2 separate regions of the Columba livia genome follow, and region 1 is linked to region 2. A link is a contact called in public Hi-C data. All regions are on one chromosome and are shown on one strand. Each heading gives the region's core, a stretch centred on a gene start, on an enhancer-like site or on the middle of the called end of the contact. The rest is flanking DNA. Distances are from core to core; before and after follow the strand shown. Region 1 holds the start of TEX2 (testis expressed 2). Region 2 overlaps TEX2 (testis expressed 2).

Evidence for each region. Hi-C and Micro-C count contacts between places; a contact is called where the count stands out from the background.
Region 1: a Hi-C map of crop shows a contact between it and region 2, with 3 times the contacts expected there. The contact joins the promoter of TEX2 here to the enhancer-like site in region 2. A contact is called at or near these places in 2 of 2 Hi-C or Micro-C datasets (crop and liver).

What each region holds. Positions count from the first base shown.
Region 1 is chr18:10,506,999-10,511,679 of bColLiv1.pat.W.v2, forward strand. It overlaps TEX2 (testis expressed 2), which reads right to left and starts at 2,144. Exons shown (of 12, transcript XM_065034115.1): 1 at 1,987-2,144.
Region 2 is chr18:10,469,141-10,473,834 of bColLiv1.pat.W.v2, forward strand. TEX2 (testis expressed 2) reads right to left here. Exons shown (of 12, transcript XM_065034115.1): 9 at 2,396-2,518; 10 at 1,060-1,269; 11 at 734-854. Among named protein-coding and RNA genes, the nearest start is that of ERN1, 7.1 kb to the left of the region's middle. Within about 2 kb of position 2,086, at least 1 of the 3 cell types and tissues checked has an H3K27ac peak away from gene starts, as active enhancers do.

The DNA.
Region 1 (4,681 bases), core at 894-3,393, 38 kb after region 2:
CACAATCCCCAAATCTATCAGCTAAGAAGCTGTTGGAATACAATGCATCTTCAGTCCTCTAGCTACATGATTTTCCATTTATTTTGGTTACTTTAACCTTTTATTTACCAGACAAGTTTCCCTGCCTTCCATTACTTTGTTTACACATCTACCCCAACAAGGAAATTATTGGTATCATACATTCTGTCAAGGTTTCCTTCTCCACATTCTCCACTTTCTAAAACAACTGGCTTAGAAGTTCTTTAGTTAGAAAAAACTAAGCATTTGCTATTAATATTTGAAACTACTAAGCGTTGTTTTCATGTAAAAAGAAGTATGCATTAATATATGTATTCTATTGGGCTGTGTCTTCACGTTTTCACTGTGGATTTCATTAACTGATTTTCTTTTCTGGACAAGCAATATAGGCCATTTAAATAAGTTATTCGCACGGATCAAGAGCAAAGTTCACAAGTAGTCAGCTTACCAATACAATTCACAGGGGATACAGTATACCGGCAGAGTCCAGTATAAGACACCACTGAGCACAGAATTACCTTCTTGGTCTTTTGCTCGATAGAGAAAGGACCTTACCCTGCCCTGCCTTAGAAACGCCGCCTCAAACCTCAGCACCTACTCGGAGCATCAAAAACTTGCCACCCACAACAGAGCAGCTTGTTGGATCAGCTTTGAAGTCAACCAGAACAGTAACCTCTCATGTATCATAAAAGAACATTATGTCAGTCTTTAAAAGTCAATTCTAACATCAAAAACATTGGTTTGCTTTCTTTTGCTTAAGTTAAAGTGCTTTACCTCTAATTTAGCACATTTAAAATGCACAGAAAATTGGAACAGGATACTCACACTGCCTCAATTTTATACAGAGCTAAGGAATATGAAGTTATTTTTAAAAAAGATACATCTTCTGTAAAAAAATACGCCCCTGAGACTGTGAGCCTGCCTTGTTTTTCCTCGAGTTCTGCAGGCAAGATCATCTTGAAAGAGGAGTTGTGTGAAGACAGAGGAGTATGACAAAGCATCTTAACAGAAGATAATCTTACAGCACTGAAGTCTTACACCAATTTATCTTACAGTTGCAATATCGAAGTTACGTACAGAAGTTCAATTTAAACTCGGCTGTAAACTTAACTCTCCTAAATTACGGACTGGAGTTCCTTAAGACATTTGCTGACAGATACAAATCATCAAGAAGTTGAGCACAGACATTTGGAAGGAACTTTAGCACATGCTGAGGAGATGTAAATGGATTTAGACACTGAACTGCAGCAGTGAGATAAAATACAAATGATACTGAGAATTAAAAGAGAGGCAGAAACTAAAGAACGGGCACATAGGACAAGAGAGAAGGAAACAATTCTAGGAGACTGAAAATCTCTCGCTTTTGATACTAAAAGCCAACTAGAAACCCTCCCCCAGTTCCAGAAAGAAAAACGTTACCGCTGTTTCCTCTGTTGCTTGTTTTTAAGGTACCACTCGTAGTTCAGCAGAGCTCCTGCCAAACTGCAAACCCTTCCTCAGCCAAACCGTCACCTCAGTTACACTGAGGGAAAGGGGACGTTCACTCCATCGCGCCGACCGTGCCCAAAAATAACCCCTCGCCCAGCCCCGGCCGGCCCGGCCCAGCACGGCTCACCCAGAGGCAGCCCCAGGACCGACCCGACCCCCCGGGCTCCCCGCGGCCGGCCCGACAGCAGCGCCCGCCGGCCCCTCACGGCCGCCATCAGCCCCTGCCCGGGCCCGGCCGCTCCCCAGGAGCCGCCTCCCGGCCCGCTCTAGGCCCGGCCCGCCTCCCTCGGCCGCCGGACGCCCCTTCCTTCCCTCCTGCCCCCAGCCCCGCGCACACCGGCGGAGCCCGCCGGGCTCCCGCGCCTCACGCCGGGCGCTGCTGCGGCGGCGCTTCCCGCCCCGGCGGGTGCGGCGGGGAGCGCGCGGTCTGCCCGGAGCGGGCCCAGGCGGAGCGGCGCAGCCCGCCCTGCCCTCGCCTACCTTATCCGCGGCTCATGGCACTGCCCGGCGCGGCCCCGGCGTCCCCCGGCCCGCGCCACCAGCGCCGCGCCGGGCGGCGGCAGCAGGAGGGGAGGCGGCCGCGCTGCCCGGCGCCGCCAATCCGGGCCCCGCGGTGGGCCGGGCCTGCCCGAGCCGCCGCAGCGCCGGCCGGAGGGGCGGGGCGGGGCGGGGGCGGCCGGCGGGGCTGCGGCGCTGCGAGGGGAAGGGGCGGCCGGGCCGGGGGTCGCCCCGGGGGGGGGACTCGGGTGGTGGCTCCGGCGGGCAGCACGCTGCCGAAGTTTGAGGCAGCCGGTCAGAGGTGGCACGAGGAAGCGCCTCCCCAAACGAGGAGCCGCTCCGGGAAACAGTAAATGGCCAACACAGGGGCTGTGAAATTGTGGCCTTTCCCGGTCACTTGGAAAACGTCCATGAAAAACAAGTGGCCCGGGTTTGTGAGGCCATTGACATCGCGGGCCGTTCTCTGCCGCCAGCGCTGGTGTTAAACCTCCCAATTCTTCATTTTTGCATTGACCGCATCTATAAGCAGCCAGTTCCAGGAAAACACTGTTTGCTTGGGGTTTTTCTTATGAACTCATGCATAGGTATTGCAGGTGAATGTTTACTCCTGGCATCTCCGACTAAATCATTTCATAGAAGGAGCTGCTGCCTGCAGGAAATGGGTATGCAAGCAGACAAAGCTGTTTGGTGTCAAGGAGTTATACAAACGGCCAAAAATTACGTTACCCAAACAACTAGGCAGTTATCCTACCAAACATACCATGTCAGAGGTTGTTTTATTTGCTTTTCGTATTTCCCAATTTGAAGCAGACTGAGGAAAAAAATTCTCCCTGTCAAAAGGTTGTTTTCCCAAAAATGGTCTCATGCAATAAATCACAGCGTTACCACTGCTTTTACCCTTCACTTAATTGCTCTTGCTTCTGAAGGCAGTTAATAATGAGATTACAACATCTACACCGGCTCAGATTGATGTTGGCCTTAGCTACCCTAAGAGCGGGGCAAGACTGCATTGTGTGATTATCGCTGGATTGCTTCTATTCTGCAGACCCTTTTTTTTAATTAAAACGACAATGTTGTGTTTTAAATATACATACAAGTATATTCCATCATCTGGGATAGGTTTCGTTTCATAGCTGTCACTATATAGGCAGACCTTTGAGTCATTATATACAGCTCGTGTTAGCATGTCCAAAGTCTAAAGATAACAGTTGGTTGGTTGGTTGTTTTTACAACAGGTTTTTCCCGCACAAACAAAGACTATGGCTAAAACTGTGACTGATGGGTTTGTTTTAGCTATGCTAAACTATAAACAATTTGCTAGAATTTCTGAAGCTCTTCCTGCCCACTATTCGCACCTAACCTGGGCAACATATGGCCTACAAGACTTGGCCTCAAGATAAATATTTTTGCACCTGAACTCAGGTGCTCGGCAGAGGCTTCTCCCATAGCGTGACACGTGTTGAGCAAAGGCTGGATCTGCCCACTAGGAAAAGCCAGGCACAAGCTGTGTCTGGCCACTTACCTGCCTCTGAGCTTCATGGTGTTATGGCCTCTTGGGAATCCTCTTCTAAAGGCAAGTCCCAACCAGATGGAAGAAAGAAAAAGGAAGAGTCTTTGAAGTTCTGAAACATTCGGTGCTGCAAGAGTAAATCCTTTTGTTGGATAATTTATCTTCCACCCATCCTGCAAGACAAGAGAATAAAGTATTGCTTATTTATTTTTAATATTTCGGTATCCTACGTATAAATATGCAGCAACTCTGAGAAACAACAGGCCTGCAGGTTCTAGAAGTAGCAATCTATAATCAGGAGCTACTTTTGAAAAAAATGACTTTAATCTTTTGGAATATGTGAGGAAGAAATTTAAATGCCTTTTAAAAGCAGTTCTTGAGCAGGCTGTAAAATAAGAAGTAATATTTCTCTCCCGAGCCACTGCGAGGCTCAGTTCATTTCTCTGTAATGCCCCCATCAGAATTTCATAGCTCAGGACAGTTTAAAGCTTGTACTTCTGTGAGAAAAGAACATTACATGAGATTTGGGTTTCCACATGGTTTTCACAAACCTCTCATTGCTGTCTGATCTCCTGGGGAAGACCCAAGAACTGCCGGACAGGCCTGCTTGCAATTTGCTGCTGAGAAGCCTTAAAATAATTGAGGCAGCAGCTGTGCCTGAACACATGAATCTTGGCATACGTGCGTTTGTTATCTGGCTGTTATTTTGTTTGTTATCTGTATGATATTAAACACGATGGAAAGAGGCTTAGCGTGGCAAAAACAAAGAAGATCCCCTGCCCGCTCAGTGCGTACAGCAACCCAACAAGAACTCAAGAGGCCGAGGCTTCCCGGTGAGCTTCCGCTGGTTCTGCCTGTGGGCACAGAGGACAGTCTGAGGTTCCTAACGCCACACTCCTTCTGCAGCGTGTCTCTGCTTGTGAAACACCGAAACGATAGCGTCCTCAGCACCTCCCAGTTCTTCTCCTGCCCGATGGCTTCACTGTTGTCTTTGGACCTGCACTCTGTAAGTCGCAAATCTGCCCATCTCGTCCTCCACTGCTCCCCACCCACTGATCTCAGGTCATATTGTCCCTGCAGAGCCTGCCCAGCCGGCCCTCCGCGCGCAGCTCCAGCCCTGCTCTGAAACCCCCCAGGGACCTGCACAAGCTCTGAGCTCTTGTTGCT
Region 2 (4,694 bases), core at 836-3,335:
TATTTGAGTCGATGCCTGTACTGAGGCCATTTAGCTGTGTTACGGTTGTAGATGAAGCTCAGAAATACAAACTTTGTACTTTCCATTAAATTCGAATAGCACTACAGGAAATGTACCAACTTTTCTGAACTCTGCTGCCTTCTCAGCTCGTGCCCACACACCTTCAAACTACTTATAATGAAATAAGCACATTTGGTCTCTGGTTGATTGTACAGGCTGGGGTCTGGAATTAATCTGGACAGTCAGCTGTTTTCCTATCCTACAAGTATTTGTAAATTTGTAGGTTTTTTCCCCATTTTGCACGACAGTCAATGCGATTTCTAAAAATTATCATTTTAAAGGAAATAGTAACACGACACCTTACTGCCTCATCAGTTCTTAATTCTAGACAACAGTTTGGCCTTCTTGTCATCTAAGAACACCTAGGATCACGTCGTTATTTAAGTAGCACAAATTTTGACATGGTACCTATTTCAAAGAAACAGCATTTTCAGCTCTAAAATACTGCTGGCAAGAGCTAAACCAGATTTCTAGACAAATCTACACATGGTTTTGAGATCATCCCAGAAGTCAGTTTGAGCTGAATTCCTAACAGCCTTTCTTTCCACTGACCAGAGCGGTGGAGGACACCAACTAGTCTTGAATGAAACAGGGGACATACAAAATTAAAAACCCCACCACTCTAATTGGTTAATACTACAATTAAGGAAATGAAAACGTAACGGAAACACACCTGAAACTCTTGTTCCAGTTTCCTCTCTATCCAGTCAGTCACATGGACCAGAGTCACTTCTCTCTCACCAAGTTTTGGCCGAGCTTTTAACTCCAGGTAGGGAGGTCTCCGAAAGCCGTACCTTAGGAGAGCAGACACAGCAGGTTTTATTATGAACAGAACAGATTTTATTATGTGTGAACTGCCAGTGTTCTCTTAATAACAGTTCTCATCTCATTTACAACTAGTTTGTATTGCATCTCTTCCAGAATCCCTTTCAAAAAGGGGGGTTTAACCCCTTTTAGCAGCAGTTCCTTAGGCAACACACACCTGAAACATCACCTTACCATATCCTGTCAGTAGGTGGAGGTGGAATGTTAATTACTAGTGTTCCTCGGCACTCTTGTACTTCAACTGTTAGCAGCAATGGAGTATTGGACACCTCTTCAATTTTCTTCTTAATAAATTCAGTCTCTGTTGCTTTCTGAAAGTATTTTGACTTAGTAATTTTATCCACGATTCTCATGATCTTACTTGTCCGATGTCCTCCAACATACCTTTAGATGGAGAATAGAAAGAGTACATGAAGGTAATTACCTTGAACCTTGCTAAGACACCCATGGATTTCCTATTAAATCATTATACTTTTTGATATAAAAATTCTAAACAGCAGTTACTCATAAGATTCTATAGGACAGTAATGCAGATTTTTGAGAGGTGTAAGGAAATTCAGTATTGTATTTAAAAATCCTTTGTTCTCTTTAAGGGTTCTTTATATGATCATTGTATTTTTTAAAGATGGAAAAACACATCCATTGGAATAATTCCAACAACTCATCACACAGATTTCAAAAGCTTTTGGGAATAAAACTCTGAGGAGACTCCAATGAGTATTTTCAATATGTCATGGAGCCTTTTGGTATACTCCCTGTAAAAATCACTGAGATGTGTTCAGACATAGGAAACATTATTGTCCGAGACATTTCAGTGTTACTACAGATTGCTCATTGCAAGACATTGTTTCAATCAGATGTATAAAGCAAAATAAAACAATCAGGGCAGCAGCCAAACCAAGGAATGACGTGGCAAAACTGATGCTGGGAATTCTCTTTCAAACTCTTGCAGGGCACGGGAGGGCAGTATTGCACAGCGAGACACGCAAAGCCTTCCAGGGGAATAACAAAAGCACAACAAACCACAAAACCCTGAGCAAGAAGCTGGGATTGAGTAACAGTTGTGTTCTTAGAGAAAAAAAACACACTGGAAATACGGGATCAGCAGGATCAGCGTGGGTATAATGCTGTATATGAACAGAGCGTTTCAAAGTTCACACACAAAATCCTGCTCTTGGCTCAGGCAAAACGCTGGGGACAGTCCCACAGGTTCTGTGCCCCAAAGACTCTGCTTTCTCTATAACCCCATCGGGATGTCAAAGGGAGCGCTGTACAGGTCACCGTGGACGATGCTCCCAGCACAGGAAAGCACTGCAGAGCAGCTTCCTTCCATCTGTACTCACCGCCTGATTGCTGCTCTTTGCTCTAGAAATGGGTGACTTGTGTTTGCTTAATTGCTTGGATATACTCACACAGCAACAATGAGCACGACGGGGCCAGACCAAGGTATTGGTTACACCAAGTCTGGAGCTTGGGAGGGAAGGATTAACCAAGACGGCACACAGCTCACCCTTCTGCTCCTGGAGTCACCTGCTTCTCTCCCGCCAGTTCGGCAGCATCATCCTCTTCCGAAGACCCAGCGCTGGAGGATTCCTCATCGCTGTCTGCAAGACAATACGCCCTTGGCCTGAAACTGAAACAATGCGATTTCCAGGTCAAATGTAATATTCTTAAATAGCTATTCATCATGTACAGCTTTGGCTGACACTACGTGTATTTCTAGTGGAAACTCTGAAATGTCCCCTTCACTTTTTTTTTATAAACTCCATCTAAAATAACAGAACTGAAGCCAGTCTGCCAGAACTAGCTTCAAAACACAACGTTTGTTTTCTCCAGTGGAACTAATCCTGCGCAGAAGGGGATGGCAGGGGAACGACTATTCTACATACTCAAATCAAATGTGAAGATTAATTGAAACACATTTGAAAACACCTCTGTTGCTGCTTGCGGCTTCCCATGAAAGTTGAGCAGTACGTCGGCTGGACAAATTTTGTTTGTTCTTAACACACTGACAATAACACGATTTTAAACTGAAAGGTGAGAACATACGATTCTGTCTTGTACTAAAAGCAAACACAAGACTCGAATTTAAACATCATGTACCGACTGAATCCCGGAATCCCTCGGAGACATTAACTCAAGTGCTAACGTATATACCTTATCTTCACAGCACTTTTAACCCAAGTCAATAAATTCCATTTTGTCTACTCACACACCTGCAATTTTTGCGGCTTGGACGTATCTCCAGCAATGGCAACGTGTGCAAAGCGCAAGAGAAGCAGATCTTGCTCACCTGCCTCCCAAAGGAAACACAAGGATCGCACTGGCAGAGCGACCTTGTATCAGACTCATGACTCACCTCAGCCTGTGTGTCATCACTTACCAATTTTGAGTAGAAAAAAGGCAATTCTATTAACGCAACTCATCTAACATAACCCTGGGAAGTAATATTTCTTAGATGTTTTGCAGAGATACTTTTGTCCCGTACAAATTGAGGCTATAATCTCCCTTTAGTATCTTTGTTGGAAATACTCCTTTTGCTACTATATTTATAGGGAAATTGACCTCCGGGCTTGTGAATTTTTAAGCTACACAGCAAATGATGTTTACAGGATTTAACGTTTTGTTTCGTTTTCTGAAAAGAACCCAAGAGGGAATAAGGGGAAGAATGAAGAAGAGGGGAAATAATAAAGTAACAGAATCAAACAAGTGCTGCTCTTGGGGTACAAAATATCACACAGTAGTAACTAATTCCTAGACTCCAACTATGGAAGAATTTATGTACACACAGGAAAAAATTCAAGTCTTTTAAACTGATTAAAATTAGGGAAGGATGCAGGGAATATACTTCATTACTAACAAATCTTTACCCAATGCAAGAGCTTGAAATGGTTATACAAAAGCCTCAAAAGCACATGGGTTTAGCTCTAGGGACTACAATATTCTACAACTTCTTCAGAATACAGTTTATAGCTGTGTTTTCTTGCTTTTTCTGTGCGGGTGTTCTTGGAAATGTATTTGAAGCACGGAATAACCTCCCCGAGGGCACGGGCTGAGGCTGCTGTCTGCTCTTCCGTACGCAGAGCAGACTGGTAGTTGCTGCACAAAGCCCTAAGGTGAGATGAGAGGTGAGTACAGCTCCCGGACACGGCGCCACGGCCTCTCCACGCCGAAGAGTTTGCTACCCAGGCTATAAAATCAGAATCATAAACCTCTTCTTCTTACCCAGAGATGCACTTTGTACCTGCGGAGGAGTGAAATGGCACAGCAAACCAAACCTCCTCCCGGAGGACTCGGGGACATGGTTCATGTCACTGGTCCAGAACAGCAACGCTGGGGCCGTTTCTCAGAGACAAGTTCAGGTTTTTAGGTCAGATTCAAACTCCATATTTTCTGCCTGGCTGTGACCCCACTTCACTTTCCTGCGCGTATCACCCAGTTCAAAGCATCTCCAGTGCGTTTTCGAGGCTCTCAAAGGTGTCACCTTCTTACAAGACGGTGTTTTATTCGCCAATGTGTCGGGGCCCTCCGAAGTGCCTCCACCAGCACCCTCTGGCTCAGGCCACGAGACTTCCTCCCATTACACAAAGCAACGATAAATAAGCTTGAGTGCGATTTCAGGGGATCTCTGCATACAATGGACCATTTATACGGCACAAACATTGGCAGAAAAACACTCTGTAGCTACAGTATTGTTCCTGAGCAGATTGAACAGTATTTTATGAATTGCCGTTTGTCAATTTGTTTGGCACAACACAGCAAAAAGGGGTAAGAAACCGCGAAAACTTTGGGTTAGCCTGTCTGCATTT